Linked DNA regions of Mus musculus: region 2 is linked to region 1. A link is a contact called in public Micro-C data. All regions are on one chromosome and are shown on one strand. Each heading gives the region's core, a stretch centred on a gene start, on an enhancer-like site or on the middle of the called end of the contact. The rest is flanking DNA. Distances are from core to core; before and after follow the strand shown. Region 1 holds the start of Med23 (mediator complex subunit 23). Region 2 overlaps Med23 (mediator complex subunit 23).

Region 1 (7,005 bases), core at 2,919-5,418:
CACATCCCAAAAAGAATTAAGTATTACAATTGTTCCTCAAAGTTTCAAGCTTCCATTCTCAGCCTATAGCCAAAATAATAATAATTGCAAACCTATCATTATTTAAACTTTAACTTATTATACTTCAGAGCTCAGAACTCTGAGGCCAGCTACATGTATTTTCCTGTGGAGCTCTAATGATAAATGACATGGGCAACGCTGCCGGGCAGTGGCCAAAAAGAGTCAAGTTAACCCTTAACTCAATAGTTCTGCTAACTTTCTGCTTCTGCACATTGCACACAATGACTCTCCTAAGAGTCTCAGTGTTTTGATGTAGTTTTACTAATATAAGATTTTACATATTCTATACCTGTTTATCCAGGAACCATTCTCAAATGTTATGCAAAACTTATTTCATAACTTTAATAATTTTCCCTTTCTTGGGGTCCCAATGTTGGCTCTATTTCATTTTCTAATAATTTCTTCAAACTTTCTTTGCAAGTCAAGCATTAATCTGGAACTACCATTGTGCAGTTGTTACATTGTTTCCAAGATGAGAACACCCAGCATGCACCTGGGCCATTAGGACTGTGCTCTGCTGTGCTGTGCTGTGCTGTGTTGTGCTGTGCCCCATGCCTCAATTTTTAATTGTTTAAGAATCATTACATCAAGGAACATCTAGTTTCACAGAATTCACCAGAGCAGAAGGAGAAAGAAGTAAGAAAGTCAGATATAATAGCATAATTATGCACACCAAGGACAACTGAAAAGCAGTCACACACAAATGAAATCTATACAGCCATTGTTTAGGGCTAAGGTTAGGAGAAATGGGAATAACTATTTTTTACAAAGAGCTGCCTCGGACTACTGAGATGTCTCCATCCCAGACTACTGCTGGCAGTCCCTGTCATTGCATGCTGTCCCTAGTATTTTATATTAAGAAATATTGTTTAGCTGAGCAGTGGAGGTACACGCCTTTAATCCCAGAACTTGGGAGGCAGATGCAGGATTTCCAAGTTCGCGGCCAGCCTGGTCTACAGAGTGAGTTCCAGGACAGCCCGGGCTATACAGAGAAACCCTGTCTTAAAGAAAAAAAAGAAAGAAAGAAAGAAAGAAAGAAAGAAAGAAAGAAAGAAAGAAAGAAAGAAAATACTGTTTAATTTTCTGCTACCAGAAGTGACTACAGCAAAGCTTCTAGGAGACTGAGTCCCTGCTGAGTTATCACCTAGTTACTGGCTACATGAGAAAGATGCCCAGAAGAAATTCAGGAGGCTGTGACAGAGTGATTGTGCACAAATATCCGTGGTGCCAGGGATGAAGACTTATCAACTTGAATATTGCCCTGAATCCTTCAGTAAATCTCCACTGAGAAAAAACTGGATCCTTGGGTTTAACCCAGAAAATATTTTCCAGAAAAAACAAAGTATGAAGTAGAGTTGGGGTTTCTTTTAAACAGGGCCAAGGAGATGGCTCAGGGGTTCAGGCAAATGCTGGTGACCTGAACTCAATCCCTGGAACCCACAGTTGCCCCCTGACCTCACAGTTGACCCCTGACCTTGACACTCACACCGTGGCACTTGCACATACATATGTAAACAAATGTAAAAATTTATCTGTGAATTTATTGAGAATTTTATAGATGTATACAATGAAGTATGATCCGATTTATCCCCGTTTGCTGCTCCAATTCTCCTCGTATTGCCTCAGCATGCCCTCCTCCCAGCTTCATGCCTTATTTTGTTTACAACCCACTAGGTCTAGCTAGGGCTGCTTATACACACACAGATATAGTGCAACCAACTATAGTAGTGGTTCTCAACCTTCCCAAAACTGCAACCCTTCAATGCAGTTCTCTTTGTGGTGACCCCAACTATAGAATTATTTTGTTACTACTTTATAACTGTAATTTTGATACTGTTATAGACTATAAATATCTGATATATAGGATATCTGATTTGTTACCCCTGTTGGGGTCTCAACCTACAGGTTGAGAACCCCTGCACTAGAGCATAGACAACTCCATATCTTCAAAAATGAAAGAGTTTTCCGTCCCCCCAAACCACTACTTATATCTACCCAGTAAGGAGTAGGACCTGAAGATCATTTAGCCTATCTATGCCAGGATTTGCCTATTCAGTAAAGGGTGGGACCCGAACATCATTTAACCTGTTTATTCAAGAATATAGCTACTCAGTATGGGGTGGGACCTCAGGGCTAGTTAGCAAGTATACACCAGGATATTGGTATCTTCTCTGACTAAAGGCTGACATTACTACAAGTCTATAAGTGTAAGCCTACATATTTAGAAGGCAGTTTGACAAAATGAGCTCAAGACAAGCCTAGGAGCACATAAGACCTTATCACAGACCAGAAGACATGGGAAGAGGAAAAAAAAGGAGGAGAATATGGAGGAACAATAGCAACCTCAGCCACAAAAAGGAAAGACAACAAGAAAGCTGAAGATGTCCATCTACCAGCCAGGGAGACTGTCTGTCCTCCAGATTTGTATCAACATCAACATAAATCTCTATTATTTAAACTACACAGTCTTTCATATCATGTCCACAGCAAACAGAACACTGAATGTTAAGTCTTTCAGGCTACTCTTCAACTAGAAAATTAAACAGTTCATCTCAGTAGCTATGGTACAGTAAACAATGCTATATACAGTGATTGGATATCATTTACATTTGTTGGGAAGCTAAGTTTCTGCCAGACTATGACTGGAAAATCACCAGCTTCTTGCCCATAAGCTCTCAGGAAGCAGTGCCTGCTTCACTGTTAGAGCAGAGCAGCTTCAGTTGCCTGAAACCCACATGAGAGATGGGAGTGGGAATGTGTCTTTACTGGTAAACTGTTTGTCTAGCAAGCAGGAAGCCCTGAGTTCAATCCTAACCCAAACCCTAGCACACCTAACCCTAACCCCAGGTCCAATCTGAAACCTAACCCAACACTTCTTCCTGGCAGATAGTCTCAGGGGCGTCCCATCTCTCGCCATGAGAAATAGAAGGATCAAATATTCAAGGTCACTCTGCTACATAGTAAGTTCATGGTCAACTTGGGATACAAAATACCCTGTCTCAAAACTATAAAATAAAATGAAGACGCCATGGAAACTCAAGATGGTCCTTACACGATTCCCCAGAAGCCCCTCTAATTCTCCAACATTGTGTTAAATTTAAATATTTTATTGGGAGGGTACTACACTGGTATGCCTTTTTGTAAGTCATCTATGCTTGAGGTAGGAGTTCCTAGTAATGAGGGTACCCGAGTCACGTGCTTCTATAAGAAACTATAATAAGCTCATTGTTTTACCAAGCTGGATTTGAATGAGATTTTTTTTTTTTTGAGGCAGGGTTACTCTGTGTAGCCTTGGCTGTCCTGGAACTCACTTTGTAGACCAGGCTGGCCTTGAACTCAGAAATCCACCTGCCTCTGCCTCCCAAGTGCTGGGATTAAAGGCGTGCACCATCACCGCCCGGCAAGATCCTTTCTTTAATCTGTCAATGTCCTCTATTTAGGGTTTATAAACATTTATTTACATCTCCCCAAAGAGGGAAAAGTCCTGTGAGAACTTATCTCCAGTCATGAAAACCAATTAAAAAAATATGGACTTAAATACCAAAGCTAGAACAAAGTTTCTGGAAGAAAACATTGACGAATAGCCTTTGGATAGACAAAAATTTCTTCATACTAAGACAATAAAAAAAAAAGTTTTCAGAAATTTACCAGGATGATGGGAAAATTGTTTTAAAATGATGTACTTAGTACCGCCACTTATTTGCGAATTAACAATAAAGGGTTTATTCTTTTTTTTTTTTTCAACATTCAATAAACGATGACGACACGCCCATCACTGTGCTAGCAACTGAGGGTACCATAGTGAAGACATGGGTCCTATTGGGCAAGAATAACGTGGTATCAACTGCTTCACGAGGTCAGCTCTTGACAGTCACCCACTTGGTTCTGGCCACAGCCCTTGTGATTCGGATCTGCAAATGAAACTCCAAACAGGTCGCAGTTCCGGCTCCAGCCAGGAGAGGGTGGCCTTGCCCGGGATCAAGCAGCGCTGTCAGCTTACGGGGTCACCTCTACGAGCGGAACCAACAGGCTGAGATACAGATTTCAGAGGGGCTGGTAACGGGTAAGCACCGGGCGGGCTCATTCGCCTGGCACCGAAGGAAGTAACAGAGCAAGAGAGAGCGGCGGCTTCCTGCTGGTGGCTCCGCCCCTCCGCTCCATTCTTTCCCGACCCTGGCTCTCACCCGTCTGTCGCCGGGTTCCCCGGGAGCCCGGGGCTCGATGGTACCGATGGAGACGCAACTGCAGAGCATTTTCGAGGAGGTGGTGGTGAGTGCCACTGTCCGTAAGCCAGAGCCATGGCTCCGGGAAGTGCAGGCTGCGTGCGGCTCCAGGCTGCGGGCCTGGGCCAGCTCCTTTCCCGCCCCTATGTTGACATAGGCGTCTGAACCGGGGTGGCGGTCCCCCCATCCCCGGACTGCTGCCAGATCTAAGAAAGTGCTGTTAGTTCCCGCCGCGGTCCCCATAAAAGTGTCGTGCTCTATCTGTATTGCCCGGGAATATTTCTCTCGGGGACATCTCCCACCCCGCCCCCTTTTAGTAGTCAGATCGTTTACTAGTTTTTGTTTGTTTGCAGAAAACAGAAATTATAGAAGAGGCCTTCCCAGGGTGAGTATGTGGCAGGCAGATCTTTGTGTGTGTGTGTGTGTTTTTTTAATTGTTGTTTGTAGATTTATCTTTGTTAGATTCCACTTAAGTTGGTTTTGAGGAGTTAAAAAAAATCTACCTTGCAGGATGTGTACCTGTTTAAAACTAGCAGCAGATAATGTGATTTTTGTTTTTTCAGAATGTTTATGGATACCCCCGAGGATGAAAAAACAAAACTAATTAGCTGCTTGGCGGCCTTCCGGCAGTTTTGGAGTGGACTTTCTCAGGTGAGACATTTCATGTTGAACATCCACTTAATGACGTTTGACGCCTTCCTTTTTACTTTTTACATCTTCTTTGATCTTTTTCTTAAGATCGTTTAGGAAAGGGAAAAATAAGACTGCTGTCATTTTATGTAAATGTACTTACTGGAGAACCTGTGTTAAAAGTTCAAGGTAATAAGATTGCAGTGGGAAATGTTTTAAAAATTTCCTTCTATGTTATATTATGTAAGGTAGTTTTTATCCTCTTTGTATAAATTGGCTTTGAATGGAAACAGATATGCTAAACTTTTCTCGTAAAAGAAAAATGTCACTATTCAAAAAATGGCCCAGTATTTATAAATATGTCCTCATAAAGACACTGTGATAGAGTCCCCACTAGAGTAGTATTTCTCATGATGCACTGTAGACAGAGAAGTGAGCCGCTGGGCTTTCTGTGCCTGTGAGCTAGTATAAAATTTGCCACCCAGTTATGGATCCTAAAGGCAATATGTTCATGTTTTAAACTTTCTATTTTCAACAGGTCATGCTTTGACGTGAACCTGAAATATATAAGGCAAGCGTGACCAAGCTCCACACGCTGGCCGTCTTCCTGATCTAGCTCAGCCACCTGCCCTTCCTGTCTGAAGCCAGCATCCTAGTTTGTGTTCCCAGAACTGTTTAGCTATAAGACTGTCTCTCTGTGTCCTGAGTTCTAGGATTATAAAGCCATCTTCGTTCTTTTCTCTTTAAACAGTGCTGGGGTGTGGGGGGTGAACACAGGGCCTCACACACTGGTCTCCGAACATGTGAACATGTGTCCACATGCTAGGCACACAGTCGTCTCTGAACTACATCCTCAGGCTCACAATTATTATTACTATTATTATTTTCTGCTTTTTGAGTTCGAGACCACGCTGGCCTCGAACTCAGAAATCCACCTGCCTCTGCCTCCCAAGTGCTGGGATTAAAGGCGTGCGCCACCACCGCCCGGCTCAGAATTATTTTTATAGAATCACCATATACCATAGGTATTGGTCAGCAGTTAGCTCTGTACTTCTCACCATTAATAATAAGTTCTAAAGGTATTTCAAGGAATTTTTTGAGTTACAGTTTCTTTCTTACTTCTTATAGCGGTGTAGCATATTGTTATGTGTCCTTACCACCTATATTTATTAACTACCTTCTTGCTTTCAAATTTTTCTTTCTTTTTTTCCAGATAGAGTTTTGTTATGTAGCCCAGGTTAGACTTGAACTTTTAGTCTGCCTTCCTCTGCTTCCTGGTGTCATAGGATAGACCACCATGCTTAGCTAGATGTTTCTCTTCACTTTTTACTTACTTTGGGTGTGAGTGTGTGTGTGTGTGTGTGTGTGTGTGTTCAAGACAGGGTTTCTCTATATAGCCCTGGCTGTCCTGGAACTTTGTTGAACAGGCTGGCCTCAAACTCAGAAATCCGCCTGCCTCTGCCTCTCAAGAGCTGGAATAAAAGGTGTGCGTCACCACCGCCGGCCCACTACTTTTTTTTTTTTTTTTCGAGACAGGCTTTCTCTGTATAGCCCTGGCTGTCCTGGAACTCACTTTATAGACCAGGCTGGCCTTAAAGTCAGAAATCTGCCTGTCTCTGCCTCCCAAGTGCTGGGATTAAAGGCGTGTGCCACCACTGCCCGGCCGGCCCACTACTTTTAAGTAGTGTTACAGTAAGTAGTACTATTGATCAGGCATAGGATTGAATATTGGGCATAATATTGGTATAAATCAAAAGCTTTTTTTTTTGTCTTAGTTATGGAGGGGAGGTGTATAACACACATGATATAATCTCAGTGTAACGCAGATTTGCCTGGGATTTGATCTGTAGTCCAGATTGGCCGTGAACTCATGACCCTCCTGTCTCTATGTCCTCAGTACTGAGATATACGCATTCATAATCACCCCAGCAATTTATAATTTTAAGGAAATTACCTAATTATTTCTTATAAGGGTTATCTAGTTTACATTATCAATACCAACAACCAATATAATTTCCTGAAGGCATATAATAAAATAGTAATACTTTCTTATCCTTGTGTATCAAGCACTGGGAAATTTTATCTTGGTAAA
Region 2 (7,005 bases), core at 2,706-5,205, 36 kb after region 1:
CAGCCCACATTCAGGCTTTCATTACTGCCTGACTCAAGGACACTTAGTTTTATAAGACACATAAACACAGAAGGAGGTATTTGTTCTGCCAGAACCAAATGCACACCAAGTTCCTCGCCTCCGATTGTCCAGTGTTCCTTTTTTCTGTATCCAGTGACATGAACTTCGAATCTTCCTTTTAGGCTTTCTTCAAGCAAAATAACGTGCCCCAGGAAAGCCGTTTTAATCTGAAGAAGAATGTGGAAGAAGAGTACAGGAAGTGGAAGTCAATGACTGATGAAAACGAGATCATCACCCAGTTCTCTGTGCAGGGCTTCCCTCCACTCTTCCTCTGTCTCCTCTGGAAGATGCTCCTGGAGACGGATCATATTAGTCAGATCGGCTACAAGTAAGCCAGAAGCCCCGGGTTTCAGTCTGCTTGGCAGTCAGCGTTGTCCATGCCAGAGCTCAGTTCTCACTCTTTGCCTTGTAGGGTCCTGGAGAGGATTGGGGCCAGGGCCCTGGTGGCCCATGTGAGAACATTTGCAGATTTCCTGGTGTATGAGTTCTCTACGTCAGCAGGAGGTCAGCAACTCAATAAGTGCATTGAAATTCTCAACGACATGGTGTGGAAGTACAACATTGTCACGCTGGACAGACTCATTCTCTGCCTGGTAAGAATACGTTTCTAAGCCTTTTTACCATGCAGTGATGGGATTGTGTGAGTGGGAGGCCGCGTGCTGACTTCCTCTGTTTGGCCTCAGAGAATTTCACCGACTTATGCTGTGCTTAAGCTTCCTTAAAGAAGAAGGACTTTCTGGATTCCCTTTTTCAGTGCATTTTCAGTGATTAGTATTATATTCACAGAAGATACAAAAGTAAATAGATTTTTCTGGTCTTGTTATGCTTTGAAATACAAATGGTTTATTCTCAGAGGCTGCAGGTCAGGAAATAGTGAAAAGCTATTGCTTGTCTTTGCTAGCTGATGTAATCATTCCCTTCAGTCGTCAGGAGTCTGACTGTTGTGTGTACCCAGCATCCTCCACGTGTTCCCTTGGCTTCTGCCTGTTAGTGTATCTCAAAGGTAGCTGGTTCGTCTGTTCGTCTGTTTGTTTTAGGGTTTGTTTTGTTTTCATGTGCATGAGTGTTTTGCTTGCACGTGACGTTGACAGTGTGTCTGGGGGCCAGCAGAGGGTGTCAGACCATCTAGAACTTGAGATACAGAGAGTTCTGAGGAGCCCTGTCGTGCTGAGAATCAAACCCACATCACCTGCAAGAGCAGCCAGCGCTCCAGACTCTGAGCCTGCAAACACTTCAACCCTTCAAGCCAAGTTTTACGAAAAGACTGAATTACACTAGGAAATTAAATACTTTTAAAAAATTATTAGTGTTTGGGTATGTTGGCATATCCCTGTAATCCCAGCAGATGCAGGGGGATTGTCCTAAGTTCAAGGCCAGGCTGGTCCACATTGAGAGCCCAAGGCCAGCCAGGGCATTCTGGTTGTACTTGTAGTGACTTCGTTCATTAATACTGACCTCTTCTCTGTGAAGCATAAACGTACAGGTAGTTGTAGTGTAGTAGGGGGACTAAGACAGTGTACCTGGCAAAGGTAATGCAGTGATGCGGGGAAAGAGCATCAGAAAACAGGCCGTCACGTGACATCATCAAAGAAAGCTTTACCTTAAGGTAAACATTCCTAGCAGGAGGAGTAGTGAACCACAAATAGGCCAAAAGGGTCAAATCATCTTTAGGAGCGATGAAAGATTGGTTTGGGGTAGACTAGACATCTAAGGAAATTGTAATAATATAATTTTATGCAGATACGACTAGTTCTCTTAATTTTTCTGTTTATTTCCAAAGGCTATGCGTAGTCATGAAGGAAATGAAGCCCAGGTTTGTTATTTCATAATTCAGTTGCTGTTGCTCAAACCAAATGACTTCAGAAACCGAGTAAGTGACTTTGTGAAGGAGAATTCCCCAGAGCACTGGCTCCAGAGTGACTGGCACACCAAGCACATGAGCTACCACAAGGTACCCACTCTGAGAGAGAGCAGCAGCGGGGATGGCTGTTCAATTGATTGGGCTGTTTGCATTGTGGGCCTGTGGTTTCCTTTATGGCCTCTGTACAGACCCACAGCGAGTTAGCTGTAGGCTATGCTAATGAATAAGAGTAAAATGTAACTGTACTTCAAGTCGGCATGATTCTGAATCAAATGAAGATAGCAGTAATAAAATTAGTATTGCATGACTTTTGGGGAGCTGGGGTGTTGCTGATTTAAGGAGGCATGTGCTTTAAAAAATATTTTTTTGTAGATTTCTTCTTTCTCTCTCCCTTCCTTCCTTCCTTCTTTCCTTCCTTCCTTCCTTTCTTTTTTTTTTTTTTTTTTTTTTTTTTTTGTAGCTCTTTTGTGCTCGCTTTTTTGGAGCTACTCTAACACATGTCTGTCTCCTCACCTACAGAAATATCCCGAGAAGCTGTATTTTGAAGGCCTGGCAGAGCAGGTTGACCCTCCTGTACCAATCCAGTCCCCTTATCTGCCCATCTACTTTGGAAATGTGTGTCTCCGGTTCCTTCCAGTATTTGATATAGTAATCCACAGGTTTTTAGAGTTGCTTCCAGTGTCCAAATCACTAGAGACTCTCCTGGATCACCTAGGGGGCTTATATAAATTCCATGGTGAGTTTGTTCAGCTTGTAATTCCATCTGACACCTTTATGAACAGATAGGCTGAGCACGCCATGTAGTAAAAGTGGTTCTGCAGGTTTGAAGCACTGCAGGGTGAAGTCATACAGGTGTCACAAGATGCACAGCACAGAGCCATGAGGTTTCTCTATAAAGAAAGTGGGTGTCAGGAGGTCTGGGAGGTGCAGTTTGAACTTTTGCTATGCACAGTTTGTATGAGCAGGAGGGCCGTAAGCATACATGAGTCATGGGGTCTTTTGGGAAAACTGCGGTGGTGGAAGATAAAGGCCTATTTGAAGGAAGATGGCTTTATTGAACTGAATTAAGAATGTTTACCTGTGAGTTTTAAAATAAGGCCAGGAAAGGAAAACACGCCTGACTGCAGGCTCACATTAAATGCCAGTTTCAGTTTTATAACCTAAAGATGGTGGTTCTGGAAGTCACGGAGTAAGATGGGTGGGTGGGAGTCATTGTTTTAGAATGATGAGGTTAGGTGTGGCTCACAGCCCATCTCAGAACTACACCACAGCCTCTCAAAAAGCCGTGGGCCATGCAGTGGATACACCGGAACCAGGAACACGATTTTGCTGGGCTGTGTTTACTTAGAAGACCATTGAAACTCTGGTCTTAAGACTGGAAACTAGAGCATGATACAGCCCATGACAAAAATGTGAAAGCAGAAGTATATTACTGAACAGAGTAAGTGTCAGGCTCAAGGGAGAATGGATGCCTTTAAAAGTAGTGCTCTGGATTAGGTGACATGGGAACACTGTCTCCAATGGGTGTGCAGTGACAAGTCCCACTGTGTGTGCAGCTGGCCATAGTGTCTGAGCCGGCACTATGACAGTTGTCTGGGTGACCTTCCTTAGATGCCACTGTGACAGTTGCCTGGGTGGCCGTCAGGTGCCACTCTGGGTTCTCACTCTTTGCCTTCTTTTGTTTGGTTAAAAATACATTGCAGCATTCTGCACCTGGTTCTTTCTCCCATCTGCTGTGCTGAGGTTGGTTATTAACGTCAGTATGTGAAGACCTCTACCTCTCTGTGATAATTTCTCAGCCCTTTGTTTGTGACTGTACTTGACATTTGCTGCTTTCCATCGTTTTTGTGCAGTAAATGTACAGAAGTAAAAGTGTCTGCTCAGGACAACCACAAATTATGTGTGTTGTTAGGAATCTTCTGCCTGATTTAGGATTAAAGTGCTCCCTGTGTGTGATGGTCCAGCGTGTGAAGTAATGTCAGTTCTCTGAGCTGTGTTTAGGTAGTCATGGAAGCACGGGATTCGCTTTCATACTTATCAGTAACCTGATAAACACGCTGAGCTGTTTTCTTCTTGACAGACCGGCCAGTGACTTATCTGTATAATACTTTGCACTATTATGAAATGTGCCTGAGAAACCGTGACCATCTCAAACGAAAACTTGTCCATGCAATCATTGGCTCCCTCAAAGATAACCGGCCACAGGGCTGGTGTCTCAGTGATACCTACCTGAAGCATGCTATGAATGCACGGGAGGACAACCCCTGGGTTCCGGAGGACTCCTACTACTGCAAGCTGATTGGCCGACTGGTAGACAATATCCTTTCTTCTGTCATGTTTCTTCCAGACTCTCCATAAATAGCAGTATTTTAGCTTGTAAGAGCGGTTTTTAAGGTAATGTTCTTTGTATTTCAAAACCTCATTTTTAATTTTGAGTTGCTTAGGCCAACCTTAGCCTCATTGCCTTGGACAGTCCTCTGCCTCAGCTCCTCAGGAACTGAGGCTGTGAGCGCATGCTATACTCACCCTCAGGCCTCCAGTGGCAGGCTAACTGTGGAGTCATAACTGGCCCAGAACTTGCTGTATAGGCCAGGCTGGCCTTAGACTCACAGATCTTCCTCCCATATGATGGGATTAAAAGTGGCCTTTATGATTATTTTATCTGTGTAAAAGTTTTGAAACTTTAAATTGCATCATCATACCAGACGTATAGGAGTTTTCTCTGTTGCGACTCAAATTTTTTGTTTGTTTGTTTGTTTCGAGACAGGGTTTCTCTGTGTGTAGCCCTGGCTGTCCTGAAACTCACTCTGTAGACCAGGCTGGCCTCAAAACTCAGAAATCTGCCTGCCTCTGCCTCCCAAATGCTGGGATTAAAGGTGTGTGCCACTACTGCCCGGCTAGCTTTTGCTTTTTATTTTTTATGTATGTTTTTATTTCTTGAGTTTGATTTCATGTGTACAGTTATCAGCAGTCTACATAACATGTCTGTATACCATGCCTAAATAAAAGAATGTATTTCCTGTGGTAGCAGACTTACTCATTTTTAAAGAAATGTTTACATGAAATTGCCCTGCGACTATAAAAGAAATCGGATAAAGAGGCCTGAGGCCACATTGTTCTGTCTCCTCCTGGTATAGCATCTGTTCTGAGAGTCCATGTGTAAGTACAACCACTTGTTTCGTGGGTATTGCTCAGTGTGCTTAAGTCACGCAACACTTATCTCATGATAGCTTATCTCATGTTTGCTTTGTATTTATTGTTTATCCTTTTATATTTTAATTTCAGTTAAATCACTTCTTGACAGCCTATAATCAGATCAGTTGATAATCAAATGAGATGCTTATGTCTGGAACTTTATGAAACCTGTAAACACTGTATTATGTAAGTGTGAACCATTCATCTTAGAATAGTCAAATTGTTATTGCCTTAATCTTTTGCACCCATGGCGGGCAAGTCTCCAGGACCCTTCCCAAACTGTGACTGGAGATTCAATGAGTTTCCCAACCCCGCTGCCCACGCTCTGCATGTGACGTGTGTGGAACTCATGGCCTTGGCGGTTCCAGGCAAAGATGTGGGGAATGCCCTTCTCAATGTCGTCCTGAAAAGGTCTGTGTCCTTTGTCCTGGAGTTGGAGTCTGTTTACTTCTGCCGGGGTTGCTGTCAGGCAGACCTGTGCCCCAAAGTGAGCGCTGTGGGTAACAGTCTTCTCGTCCCACTCTCACTGCTGAGGTGCAGGGATAAGAGAATGACCAGTGGTCACATTCACTAGACCAAGGTTTGCTCACATTCTACCTCTAACCTGCTTGATGATGAAGTGAGTCATAATGTTAGCTTGTCACTGTAAGTCTCTGTACAGATGAGCAGGAGCAGGGGTAGAGCTTGTTAGAGCGTCTCCTCAGCAAGTGCTAGATAGAGGGTAAGTCCCCAGGTGCATCCTCCACTCCAAACATGTCCTCTTAAAAGATCAGCAGAAAGTAGGGAGCAGGTATAAAGTCCAATCGTTTTTCAGCCTTAAGACTGTTGTTAAAGGACACGCAAACAAAGGATTTATTTTGTGTATATTTTTTTTCTCAAAAAAAATAACATTATTATTTGGAGTTGATTGGTGAGTCATCCATACAAAACAAGATCCTTAGTCAAGTGTAGAGAATGTTTTCAAAATGTCACCTTTTTTTTTTCCTGTCCTCTTGCAGCCAGCCCTTAGTGCCAAGGGAGAACATTACAGCGTGGATGAATGCAATTGGTCTGATCATCACGGCCCTCCCAGTGAGTTGCTAACTGTGGGTTGTACGTAATGATGCAGTGTCAACCAGAGAAATGCATACAGAGTAAGCTTGCCCAGGAAGCTCATGCCAGTTAATGAACCGGCTCCTTCTTCAGTCTTTCATACCATTGCTTTTTAAAAAGTTCCAGCGAGGCTGGAGATGCAGCTCAGTCAGTAGAGTGCCTGCTAGCGTGCGCAGAGCCCTGGCTGTGAGTGCACAGAACACACCCATAATCCCAGCCCTTGGGAGGTAGCGACAGGAAGATTGAAGCTTCTAATTCGTCTTCAGCTACATCACCAGTTTGAGACTAGCCTGGGCTTCATGAGACCGTGTCAACACATACACATAGTTACAGTCACTGTCACTGTCCTTTTGCTGTTCCCTGTCACTTATGAATGTATCTGCTAGACATATCTATCTCTGCCAGTAGCAGCTTCCCCATCCATTCTTCATTTCCGTCTCATAGTCTGGTCTGGTTTGGGCCAGTAAACATGCTGTCCATTGCACACACAAGCCAGACAAGTGGAAAACTTCAGTGGATGCAAGAGCAGCGGGGCGGCAGATAGGCTTTGAGGTCCATTGCTGGGTACGTGGTATCTTTTTAAGCAGACTTTTCTGATTTAAAGGAGCCGTACTGGATTGTGCTTCATGACCGAATTGTGAATGTGATCAGCAGTTCTAGCCTGACGTCAGAGACAGAGTGGGTCGGTTACCCGTTCCGCCTCTTCGACTTCACCGCTTGTCACCAGTCCTACTCGGAGATGAGCTGCAGCTATACGTTAGCTCTAGCCCATGCCGTGTGGCACCACTCCAGCATCG

Evidence for each region. A called contact is a pair of places that touch in the nucleus more often than the background predicts.
Region 2: a Micro-C map of granulosa cells shows a contact between it and region 1, with 2.7 times the contacts expected there. The contact joins the enhancer-like site here to the promoter of Med23 in region 1. A contact is called at or near these places in 3 of 39 promoter capture datasets (the 3T3-L1 cell line, embryonic stem cells and macrophages), 89 of 484 Hi-C or Micro-C datasets (the AML12 cell line, B cells, the C10 cell line and 47 more), 6 of 115 datasets of contacts at active chromatin or transcription factors (the SCID.adh cell line, bone marrow-derived macrophages, embryonic stem cells and 1 more) and 4 of 9 other capture datasets (adipose tissue, embryonic stem cells, liver and 1 more).

The regions. Positions count from the first base shown.
Region 1 is chr10:24,865,818-24,872,822 of GRCm38.p6, forward strand. Med23 (mediator complex subunit 23) reads left to right here and starts at 4,169. Exons shown (of 30, transcript NM_001166416.1): 1 at 4,169-4,329; 2 at 4,637-4,668; 3 at 4,847-4,934. The coding sequence starts at 4,282.
Region 2 is chr10:24,901,821-24,908,825 of GRCm38.p6, forward strand. Med23 (mediator complex subunit 23) reads left to right here. Exons shown (of 30, transcript NM_001166416.1): 20 at 183-388; 21 at 473-653; 22 at 1,841-2,011; 23 at 2,441-2,657; 24 at 4,002-4,238; 25 at 5,362-5,527; 26 at 6,115-6,187; 27 at 6,813-7,005. Among named protein-coding and RNA genes, the nearest start is that of Mir6905, 5.3 kb to the right of the region's middle. Within about 2 kb of position 3,956, at least 6 of the 459 cell types and tissues checked have an H3K27ac peak or open chromatin away from gene starts, as enhancers often do. A contact at or near this core is called in granulosa cells, where this site is marked.